Linked DNA regions of Macaca mulatta: region 2 is linked to region 1. A link is a contact called in public Hi-C data. All regions are on one chromosome and are shown on one strand. Each heading gives the region's core, a stretch centred on a gene start, on an enhancer-like site or on the middle of the called end of the contact. The rest is flanking DNA. Distances are from core to core; before and after follow the strand shown.

What was found. A called contact is a pair of places that touch in the nucleus more often than the background predicts.
Region 2: a contact with region 1 is called in a Hi-C map of fetal cortex germinal zone, with 2.3 times the contacts expected there. The contact joins the promoter of RAP1B here to the promoter of MDM1 in region 1. A contact is called at or near these places in 2 of 14 Hi-C or Micro-C datasets (fetal cortex germinal zone and fetal cortical plate).

What each region holds. Positions count from the first base shown.
Region 1 is chr11:75,448,973-75,454,726 of T2T-MMU8v2.0, forward strand. MDM1 (Mdm1 nuclear protein) reads right to left here and starts at 3,308. Exons shown (of 12, transcript XM_077954695.1): 1 at 3,172-3,308; 2 at 2,053-2,167. The coding sequence starts at 3,189.
Region 2 is chr11:75,729,820-75,735,573 of T2T-MMU8v2.0, forward strand. It overlaps RAP1B (RAP1B, member of RAS oncogene family), which reads left to right and starts at 2,290. Exons shown (of 8, transcript NM_001198678.1): 1 at 2,290-2,422.

The DNA of each region.
Region 1 (5,754 bases), core at 2,058-4,557:
GTGTCATAATAGCCTTGTAGGCGCTCAGCAGGGTGGGGTATCTATGCTTAAACAGAGATTTATTTGGATTCTTAATCTAATGGAGGCTCAAATATGTGGAATTTCTAGTCATTTGTAAAAAGAGGATTATGAGCAGAGGGATTTTCCTAGCACCCTGCCAGAGAAGCAGGGACACCCAGTCTCTGAAGTTTGGCACTGGGTCAGATCATGATGCTTCAGAGGAACCCTAAAAGAGACACCCACTCTTGCCCACTCTTCCCTTTGTACTCCAAACCTAATTCTGAAAATACCTCCTCATCTTACTAACTTCCCAGGCTTGGTACCCTACCCATAAGTCTTTTCCTGGCTTCAAACATCTAACATTTATGTGACTTATCTGCCATGCTCGCACACATCACATGTGGGGCACCAAGCACTGATCTGTGTACATGAACCAGGCCCTTAATAGGCAACATCTCATTTAAACCCTCCCAGCAATCCTATGTAACAGGCTTCCTAAAATCTCACTTGGTGAAACTAGCTCAATTTGCCCAACAGCTATTGTGGATTCAAATTTCGGCTTATTCATTCATTCAAAAATTAGTTTCAAGAAGCAATAGATTGTTCCAAGGCCTGTATTAGGTACCGCGTAGGAACAAGGTGGTGGATAAGACAGAGCCCTACTCTCAGAGATGTAATATACTAGTAAGGAAGAATTAAACAAGCAGGTATAATGAAGTCAGTCTGTCTCCTTTCTGTTCTGTCACCCTCTGGGAAACCCTGGCCCAGGAACCTGACTTCCCCGGGACACAGGGAGGAGGCATGTGTGATAACAAGAACATGACCTCTGAAATCGCGTGCTTTGCACAAAACAGACTTGATTTCAAATCATGGTTCTGCCACTTACTAGCTGTAAAGCTGGGGCAGCGACCTAATCTCCCTAAGCTTCCATTTCTCAAGACCTTGGGAGCACTCTTCCCCAGCACTTTCCCCTCAGATTTCAGGTCTCAGCTCAAATATCACCTCCTCAAAATGAGCCTTTCCCAACCATCTAATCTAAAGCGTTTTCCCTCCAGTCTACCCCTCCTGCATGTTATCTATCACACTTCCCTACAATTTTACATAAAAACCTGAAATTCCCTTATTTATTGAGTGACTTGCTTACTGTTTCTCTCCACAGTTAAGGTACTTTGGTTCAGGGCTATATCCCTAGTGTTCCCAGACCAAACTGAGGGTCGGGCTGATATTTCTCTCTGCCAATAACGAGATGCAGATGAACTAGGGAGAAAGAAAGTTTTTATTTCTATAACCACTTACGGGGAGAAGGCCTGGAAATTATCACCAGACCAACCCCAAATTACAAAGTTTTTCAGAGCTGATATACCTTCTAAGCTATACGTCCACGTGTAAGTGTGCATTCATCTAAGGATGTAAGTGATTAACTTCTTTCAATCTATAAGTAAGGTCTGAGTCCTGAAGACCTTCTTCTGGAGCATCAGTAAACTTACTTTATCTAAATGCGTCTAGGTGCTGGGCTGATTACCCTTATCTTGTCTCCTGCTGAATCACGGAGGTTCGAGGAGTTCCTTCAGACCGCCAATAAATTTGTTTGTGGAGGCCTGGGGAGTTTCTGCAGACCCCCATTAAAACTTGTTTAATCCTAAATGGATCCTGTTAAGAATTCCTTATTTTGTCATGCTTTACGGCCCAGGAAAGGCCTAGGCAAAACTCTTGATGGGCTTTTGTTACTCCCCAGCCTCTGTGTAAGGGCACTGGCTTTTCTTAGCTTTTAATATTTAACTTTACCACTCAGTCAGTACTGAAACAGTTGTGATGGAGGCCTCCATTAGCGAAACCTGGCTGGCCACACTAGCTGCTGGGAATAGTCCTGGCTCATAGTAAACCTTCAATAAATATTTGATTAATAAATGAATAAATCAACCAGGCCAACTGAACTTTTAATATATCATTTGGCAAACTTAGCCCAAGGTTTACTTAGCCCAAGTTATAATGGCTTAGCCCAAGTTATAAACTTAGCCCAGGTTAGAATGGCTATTAGCTTGCTCAACTTACCTAATTGATCTGATCTAAGTCCAGCCCATGGGTACTTTCGCACCACGGAGGAATTACAAGACTCTGACAAATAAGACTTTTTCCACAGGAAGTTCCTCTGGTATTCACTCAGCCCCTGTAAAGAAAGTACACTTTGAGTACAGGGGAATTAATGAATGATGTTTTAAAGCAGACATCAGTGAAAAATAATTTCTGAACCTCCAAAGAGACTTAAGACTGAAAATTAAACACAGACGAGCTCCTTAATAAGAGCTAATATTCACCCAGCCCTGTGCTAAGCAGTTCACACGAGTTACATCCTTTAAGCCTCAACACCACTTGGGGCAGATGCTACCAGGAATACCAGGCTCAGAGGTTACCCTTTCACTGATTATCTGATTCCAAAGCATGCGTTCTTGTCGGATAACTAGTGACAATCTAAATTCTGATCACTCCACTAGATTTATCCCAGGTTTTCACCGAGTACACAATATTATGTATTATGCCTAGGACCTTTTGCTATTTGGTAAAGTCAACAAAAGGCAAACTCCCCTTCCATTCTGAATACACGCCTTTAAGATAAATGAGTCAGGAGGTGTGGGACGCTGTGGCCACCTGTTAAGTTGCAGGGTGCTAGTCCCTGACAGCTACCAGCTACCTGGAACTTTTAACATACCCTAAGAATGCACAACGATGAAAAATGTGTATTTCTTTATACCCTATCTTTACTAAGAACCCATTTCTCAAGCCTTTAAAAGCCACATACACTAAAGTTTTAAAGGTAATGGGGGTTAAATGCTAAGCTAAATGGCCCACAGGTGTCCCAAACGTAAGTCGCCTTTAGTTCTCTTCACAAAGTGGCCTCCTCCCATCTACACTCCTCTCGAGTCCCCTTAAGTAAATCTGTCTCGCATCATCTGACTCTTCGGCACACGGCAACTTGCAAATGTGAGTGAGCGGAGAGAGAACTAGGTAAGAAGTGGCGGACAGATTCTGGGGCCCCTCAGGCAGGCCCTGGGGCTGGCAGCTTCTGCCGGGCCGAGGGCTGCAGAGCTGAAAAGCAGCGTGACCTCGACGCTCCGCACCTCCCCAGCCGTGGCTCCCCCCAGCCACCTTCCGGCCCGGGGACCCCAGCCTCACCTTGAAGCGCACCGGCATGTCGCCCGGCGCCGGAGCCCCCGCCACTCCGACAGTTAACGGGACAAAAAGCTCCGAGGGGGCGGGGCGGTAACAGTCTGTTCCCTAGCAAACCCTCGGCACGGCGTCCCCGACTACGCGCCGGCGCACTCCGCGCTTCCCTCCTAGAGCCCTGTCGCTCTGTTTTTCCCCGCCCATTTTGGAGCCTAGGGACCAATAGAAACTCGTAGAGTGCCTTACCTCCATTAGGATTTGACCAATGAGTGACCGAAAGGGAGCCGCCTACCGCTTGCGCCAAATCCCGGGGGCTGATAGAGATGGCGGGCGGAAGGCCGGCCAATAAGGCTCCCGGAACCGGGCTGGGCGGGACCCCGGGGATGCCTTCCTGGGTTGGGTGGACCGGTCCCTGGTTCGCGGGCTCCAGCGCAGCAATGCGTCTACTTGCTGGTGGAATTCGCCAGCCGCCAGCCTCGCTGGCCCAGTGTGTTCTTCATTCTAAAATCTATGACAGAACCGAACGCTTCTTTTTCTGAAAGGGAAGTGTTCAGATCTATTCTGCTGAATACCGGTTCGTACAACTGACAGCCGCATTACAGTTTATTGTCACATCAAAGGGGAAAGGCCAAAAAATAAATATAGCTTAGGCAGGATTTTTGAAGCTTTATTGAAACTCGAAAACTGCTGTCTCTTCCTCCAGTGATGTTCTTCCTCCCTCAATCTCTACCCTCCCCTAAATGATGTACATACAGCGCTTAGATGAGAAAACGTTTATTAAAGATGCTTGTGAGTCTCAACTTCCAAACCTTCAGCCTTGTCTCTCCTCTCAACCTTTTTTTAAAAATGAAACTTCATCTTATTTTAATCGACTATTGCCATCATCGTCGATAAATATTTCTTGACAGAACACTGCTGATTCTGAGAATTGGGAAAGAAACAAATTGTCCAGATAGTTCTCTGATACACTTGGGAAGGATATATATTTATTCAATAATGGTGTAATGTGACGTGCTAAATTTCGAAGTGAAAGGTGTGTATGATAAAGGCTACAGGAACTGGGAGCAGGGAGTCATTTCTGAGGGCAGAAAAATGCCTCAGGAGGAAATATTCAGACTGAAAGGACTGAAATAAGTAAAAAGTTGGACGATGAAAGGGCAGATGTCTAAATGGAATGCTGCCAAGCTTGTTCCAGGAACAACAAATGAGTGCCTTTTACATTTGTCATGTGTTGACTGAATAAAAGTATACCTCTCTTAAACTTTCAAATATCAACACCAATGCTTGATGCTTCCCTTTAAGCATTTTCTGCAAAAGCTGTCTTCCTGAATCCTGATTGATGTATCCGTTCTTCTTCATCATCACTGAGATACTTAAAAATGCATTTGAAGAAGCCACCTGATATCTGGAACAAAGAGCATATTAAATTAGTCCCAATGCAGCCATGCATCCAGGGGGCCCTTGATTAATGTTAATTGGTGATGACAGCATCTCTGTCGTGTAAATTAAGAATGGCACAAACAAGACACAGTGGATCATAAAACAAAAGTCATCTGCAGGAAGGCAGCCCATCTTATAGAGTAAGAAAGGCACAACTCTGGTTGTGCACACAGCTTTGTTACCACAAAATGCTAAGGTGAAATCAGCAAGAGCAAGTGTGTAGAATGTAGCCTGTCTGCAAAACAAGGGCAGTTATCACTGCAGAAGAGCTCTGCTGAACAGGGAGTAAATGACAGAAAACCAAACAGCAGATGGTAAAAATAACTCAGTCACATCCCAGGCTTGCTGGAGAAGTATCATAAAGACTTAAGGAAGAAGATTTTACTTTACTGTTGTTAAACAAAAGCCTCCCCAAGTTTAAGAGGAAAAGATATAGAAATGGAAGAAAAAAAAAGTGACAACCTTAGTAAATGAGTTTTGTAGCCTGTTTTACCAGCTCTTATCTTGTCTGCTACTACAGGAAACAGTACCCAGTACCCTACAAAGTTCCATCCATTTTTTGGGGAGTCCCTAGGAGGTGTTACACATGTGCTGGCAGCAACCACATAGCATATGCTGGGCAGCACTGCTGCTTGTTCCAATAACCATGCATCTGTAGGTGTCACTCTTGCTGCTGGCTATCACAGTCACTTTAGCTTGGTACTGAGTCTGGGCATAGCAACTGGGCACAGCCACTCCTCAAATTGCCTGGCATTGGTGGTAATCTCTGGCAAAGCACCTCTCCTTTTTACGTTACCCTCTTTGAAGTGAGTAACACTATATCTTAGAGAACCTTCTTTTCATTTGTATTTTAGCCTTTCTCATCGCCAAAGGGCTCAAAATGAAGTCCATGGAGTCTAAGCCAAAGGGTAATTCCTCAAGTGACAGATCTCATGCTGTGCTTCTCCTTTCCACTAGCTAAGGCCCTCTTACTGGGACAATGGTATGACACCTGGCTCACTCTTCCCTTCGTTGATTTCTCTGTTTCTCATATGAATAGATTTCTGTCTATTGCTTGTGAGAGACTGAATTTGCACAACCTCTATGAAGGGCATTTTGGCAATTTGATCCAGGAGTCCCTGTTCTTTAAATTTATCTTACAGATAGACTCAC
Region 2 (5,754 bases), core at 1,040-3,539, 280 kb after region 1:
ACTTTCAGAGGCCGAGATGGGAGGATCACGAAGTCAGGAGATCCAGACCATTCTGGCTAACCCGGTGAAACCCCGTCTCTACTAAAAAATACAAAAAACTAGCCGGGAGAGGTGGCGGGCTCCTGTAGTCCCAGCTACTCGGGAGGCTGAGGCTGGAGAATGGCGTAAACCCGGGAGGCAGAGCTTGCAGTGAGCTGAGATGGCGCCACTGCACTCCAGCCTGGGCGACAGAGTGAGAATCCGTCTCAAACAAACAAAAAAAAAAAGCATTTTCTGAAAGAATGGATGTTACGTGTTCTCATAAAAAAATGCTAACTCAAGGCCCAGCGCAGTGGCTCACGCCTGTAATCCCAGCACTTTGGGAGGCCGCGGGAGGCAGATCACCTGAGGTCAGGAGTTCCAGACCAGCCTGACCAACACGGAGAAACCCCATCTCTACTAAAAATACAAAATTAGCCAGGCGTGGTGGTAGATGCCTGTAATCCCAGCTACTCCGGAGGCTAAGGCAGGAGAATCGCTTGAACCCGGTGGGGCGGAGGTTGTGGTGAGCCGAGATCACGCCACTGCCCTCCAGCCTGGGCAACAAGAGAGAAACTCTGTCTCAAAAAAAAATTAAAATAAAAATAAAATAAAAAAGCTAACTCAGCCGGCGCGGTGAGTCACACCTGTAATCCCAGCACTTTGGGGGGCTGAGGCGAGCGCATCATCTGAAGTCAGGAGATCGAGACCATCTTGGCTAACCCGGTAAAACCCCGTCTCTACTAAAAAGTAGCTGGGCGTGGTGGTGTGCGCCCATCATCCCAGCTACTTGGGAGGCTGAGACAAGAGAATCGCTTGAACCTGGGAGGCAGAAGTTGCAGTGAGCCAAGATAATGCCACTACACTCCAGCCTGGGTGACAGAGCAAGACTCTCAAAAAAAAAGAAATAAATAAAAAGTAACTCTGTGAGGTAATATGTTAATTAGCTAGATTTAACCATTCCATAATGTATACATTACTTGAAATGATCATGTTGTATACACAATAAATGCAGACAGTAAATAATTTTTTAAAAAATATTTTCCTAAGGAAATAGAAATTATCGAAGTAGGTAATATATTCAATTAACCTAAATTGTAAAACATTATAAAACACAGAGAACTGTTATAATTCATTCTCATCTATTCGTTTAACTCAGGTTAGCTTAGTTTTGAATCACTACATATTCTTAAAAGGAGTGAAATTAGTCACATTCCATTTATCTTCCAAATTTATCAACGTTTATGAAGATTTATTTCAAGAATAATTTGTACAGGGCCTAATTAAATTATGAACCAACAAAATTAGTCTTAAATGATCCTCAAGCCCCACTTTTTCCTGCACTTTGCTCTCTTAATCTCTTCGTCCATCAAAACTGCTTCAAGAAAAAGTTCTGGTAAGTTTCTTGTACTAAGGGTAAAAATGGTAAGTTCCCGTGTTAAGTTCCCGCCCTTTTTGGAAGGAGGCATTTTGAAACAGAGAGTGTTTTCTGGTGCCCTGAAGTCACACAATAAACCTACCTGCCTATGCGTAATCCTGTGAAGTGAATAAAGCGTCCAGGCCACGCATTTAAATACTCAATTTATTTTAGTTATATAAATGGCGTTGGTTTAGGTGCAGGGTACAAACTTATTTGGAAATCATAGTTTTGATAACTGCGTTTGGCAGGGTAATTTGGAAAGAGTTCGCCCGGGTTAAGACACCAATGGATGAAATACTTGTCAATCCCGGAGAAAAGGCATCTCAAGAATGGAAAGACTTGCTGGCTCGGGCTCCCTCGGGGAGTTCTAGGTGTAGGAACTGCGCGCTCTCCGTTACTTCTCGGTTACTGCCCAGCACAAAGGACGATGCGAATACCAACAGACTGGACGAGTCGGTGACTACAGTTTGCATTAAGAGGCGGCGCTTTTTGGGTTTCGGAGGGTTCCACTGGAACCTACCAGGGTCAGGAACACCGACGCGCGGATTCCGCCCACCAGACATCCTGGGGAAGCGAGCCTGAAGGCGCGGCGCAGCTAGAGAGAACCTCGGCATTCAGGTCGCCCAGAGGCAGCTAAGGGGCCCGTGGGCAGGGCCTGCTATCCGGCTGCGCCGCAGGCCGGCGAGAGGCCGGCGCCGAGGACCCGTCGCGCGGCGGCCAGGCCCCCTCGATTCCCCCTCGCCCCGCCCCCTAGGGCCCGCCCCTTCCCGGGCCGTGCACCCGCGCGCCCCGCCCGCGGGCGGAAGCTGGAGCGAGGCTGAACGCCTGACGTCAAGGCGACATCGCCAAACCTCGCCCAGAGTCAGGCGTGTAAACCAGCCGGAGCGGCGGCGGCAGCGGCAGGATCGCCGTGGCGCCGAGAGTAGCGACCCGGAGGGAGCGCGGGGCGACGCTGGCTGCGGGGACCCGGTGACAGCGTGAGAGGTTCGCAGAGTGAGTGCGTGGCCGCTGAGGGAAGCGGCGGTGGCGGCCGCGCGGGGCGGGGGCCGGGCGCCGGCTGAGGGGAGCGGGTGGGGTGCGGCGAGGCGCGGGCCGGGAGCGGCGGTCAGGGGCCCCGGCGGCGGCAGCCCCTTGGCGCGCGGCAGGTGGCGCGAGGGCCAGGCGCCCGGCCGGCTAGCGCGCTGCCTTGCGGGCCGGCGAGGAGGAGCCGCCGCCGCCGCCGCGGGGGAACAGCGCGCTTTGCGGAAGGGGTCAAATGTCTGAAATATGGCGGAGGAAGTGAGAGCCCGAGGACCCCCCCACCCGCCCGCTCTCTTCAGCCCGCGGCCGCCGCAGCTTCTCCCGCCGCCCTCCTTTCCCCGCCGGCTCCCCCGAAGACTCGCTCCCCGCCCCGAGTCCCCTCGCTTGTCGCCTGGGTTCCCTCCGTGGTATGGGTGGAAGTTAGAACGGAAACCATAAAGTTGTCCTTTGCGAAGACCCAGCTTCCCCTAGCCCCGAGCTAGGGAGAGGAGCCTTCGGGGGAAACCACTCCCCTGCGCCCCGCAGGCTTGAGCCTGACAGGGAAAAAGTTTGCCTGAAACGGGGCTGGCTTGCTCCATTTGTTGCGGGAAGTGGCAGGAGGAAGGCAGCGGAGGGAGCCCCACCTAGTCTGGCAGCAGCCACCGTGCAGAGAAAAACTGTTAAAGGGGCCTTTCCCTTCGTCAGCAAGAGGAAATCTCTTTATCTTACAGAGGGAGAGAAAATCCAGGAAGTTTGTCCTCTTCTCTTTTTCGCCATCTCTGGGTGTCTAATCCTAAAACTATCAGCGCCATGAATTTTATTTAAAACTACGCCCAATGAACCGGGCCCTCCGGAGTTTTCTTCTGAAAAACACTGATGTCTTTTGGAGAAAAGATCATTCTTGCAAGTTAAAGCAGATGGATTCCTTCCCCTTCGCTTTACCCCCTCTTCCCACTTTCTTTAATAGTTTAGAAAAACGTTTTGGCCGTGTAACTTCTGATTGGTATGAATAGAAGCAGTTGTGTGTTGCAGTAACGGGAAATCACATTTTTACGGGGTAGAAAGTTGACACTAAATGAAGATTGTGATTTTAGTATTTTAAAATTAATTCCGTCTAATTGGATTTTGGTTTTGCTGGCGGCATCTAATATATGTCGAGTACTTAACAATTTAAAGCTCTGACTCGTAAATTTACTTTTGAACTCTCTTTTTTTGTAATTAGAATACTATTTGGACTTGCTCAACAAGACCATATCTTAACAAGAAGTAACTTATATAAATAGAAAAGGGAGACATTCATTTAACTTCAAGCCCATATTACTCTTAAAAGCTGACTCTTGAAATAGTATTTTTGAGTCATAGTGGAGTCATGGGACTTTTTAAGGGCCGGAAGGGACTATTTAGATCATCCAGTCCCACCCTGTCATTTTATGGAGGAGGAAACTGAGGTCTAGATAAGATAACCAATTAGTGGGTCCACTGACCTTTAGGACAGTAGTCTATCCGTAAGAGACAACCTGGAGAAAGATAGTGAATTATCATCTTACAAAGAATATTCTTCCCATATCGCACTTTCTAAAAGTGGGTACCTTAGTCAAATAGGAGGAAACACCACTTGGGTAGTTTCATCCTCAGGTTTTAGGTAAGGAAACTGATACTCAGATTAAATAACTTTAAGCACACAGAGCCTGAATGATAGTCTTATTTGAGCCCATCTGTGCTTTTAATCTGTACTGCATTAGGTGTTTTCACTTGCATTTCCTTGTTTGACATTGACAATAAATTGTGAAGCTGCCTTATCTGAGGAAGTCCTAAAGTAAATCATTGGAACACATGTAACCAGTTTGTTGTTTCTAATATGCCAGGTATCAAAATACAACTGAAGAACCAATACTAAACTAACTTAATTTCAAAATGTGATATGGGGCATGAAAATGATTGCTCTGGCCGGGCGTGGTGGCTTACGCCTGTAATCCCAGCACTTTGGGAGGCCGAGCCGAGGCAGGCGGATCACTTGAGGTCAGGAGTTCGAGAACAGCCTAGGCAACATGGTGAAACCCCGTCTCTACTAAAAATACAAAATGTAGCCGGGCGTAGTGGCACACGCCTGCAATCCCAGCTACTTGGGAGGCTGAGGCACGAGAATCGCTTGAACCTGAAGGCTGCAGTGAGCCGAGATTACACTACTGTACTCCAGCCTGGGTGACAGAGCTAGACCCTGTATAAAAAAAAAAAAAGAAAGAAAGAAAACGAAAAAAGAAAATGATTGCTCTGCTCTCTTTTACGTTCTCCCCCTTACCCCTGACCGCATAAAAGACGTATCTCTTACCTTCTATGACACACATTACTTCCTGCCTCTTGTTACCATTATATATTATTTATTCCATTGTATTGTAAACCCCAACCACAAGATATATATTCTTTTGTATGCCTTAAAGCACTGGCATGGTGCCTTGCAATAGACATACAACACCAGTTAAATGTAAGTACCATGAGAGTAGGGACTTGATCCATTTCATTCTTCACAGTATTCTTCTTCCTATAGCTTTGCCTGGGCACAGAGTAATGGTTAGCGTTTGAATTTAGGGATTAATGGTAATGAACATTCAAAGAGAGGATACTTGAAGAGAACAGTGTAAGCCTTTAAAAAGAAACATTTCCATATTGGCTTTGGAATCTCTTTTACTTGACAAACTAATTTTCGTTTTATCCTCAATCCTTTTCAGAATTCCAATATTTTCTCTTAGCTGTAGAAAGGTAAAGTGACCCTCTCCCATAATAAAGAGCCACCATGTAAGAAGGGTATAGCAAAGAATTAATCGTTAAAATAACTAGATCCATTTTTGTAAGGATCCTTTCAAGTGTATCTTCCTCTCTAATTCAAGATTGGTGAAAGGTCTATGCAGAGATTGATAACATGGTAACTGATTAGACATGTTATTTTAAATGCAGTCTAAGATTTGGATGAAAAACTCACATTCAGGTTTCTTTGCCTTTTGTTGTAGGTATTCGATAAATATTTATTGAGGTAGTGAAATAAATCTGAAAGTGGATCTGATACAGAGAATTTGACCGATTTTACTAGGTGTCCATTTACTTTTTCCCCATAAGTATTTAAATAGGCTGTTTTATTATCGACTGTCAGGCAGATCTTAGTGATTTGCATCATTTCCTTAAATATGTAAAATAACTGTTTCTCTGTATGTTTGTGTTGCTAAAGAGGAGGTTGGGTATTGATCTGCAGTGTCTAGATTTGACTGGCACTAGGAGTAATTTAGCATTTATGATTTAGCTATTTACTGCTGTTTTATAACAGT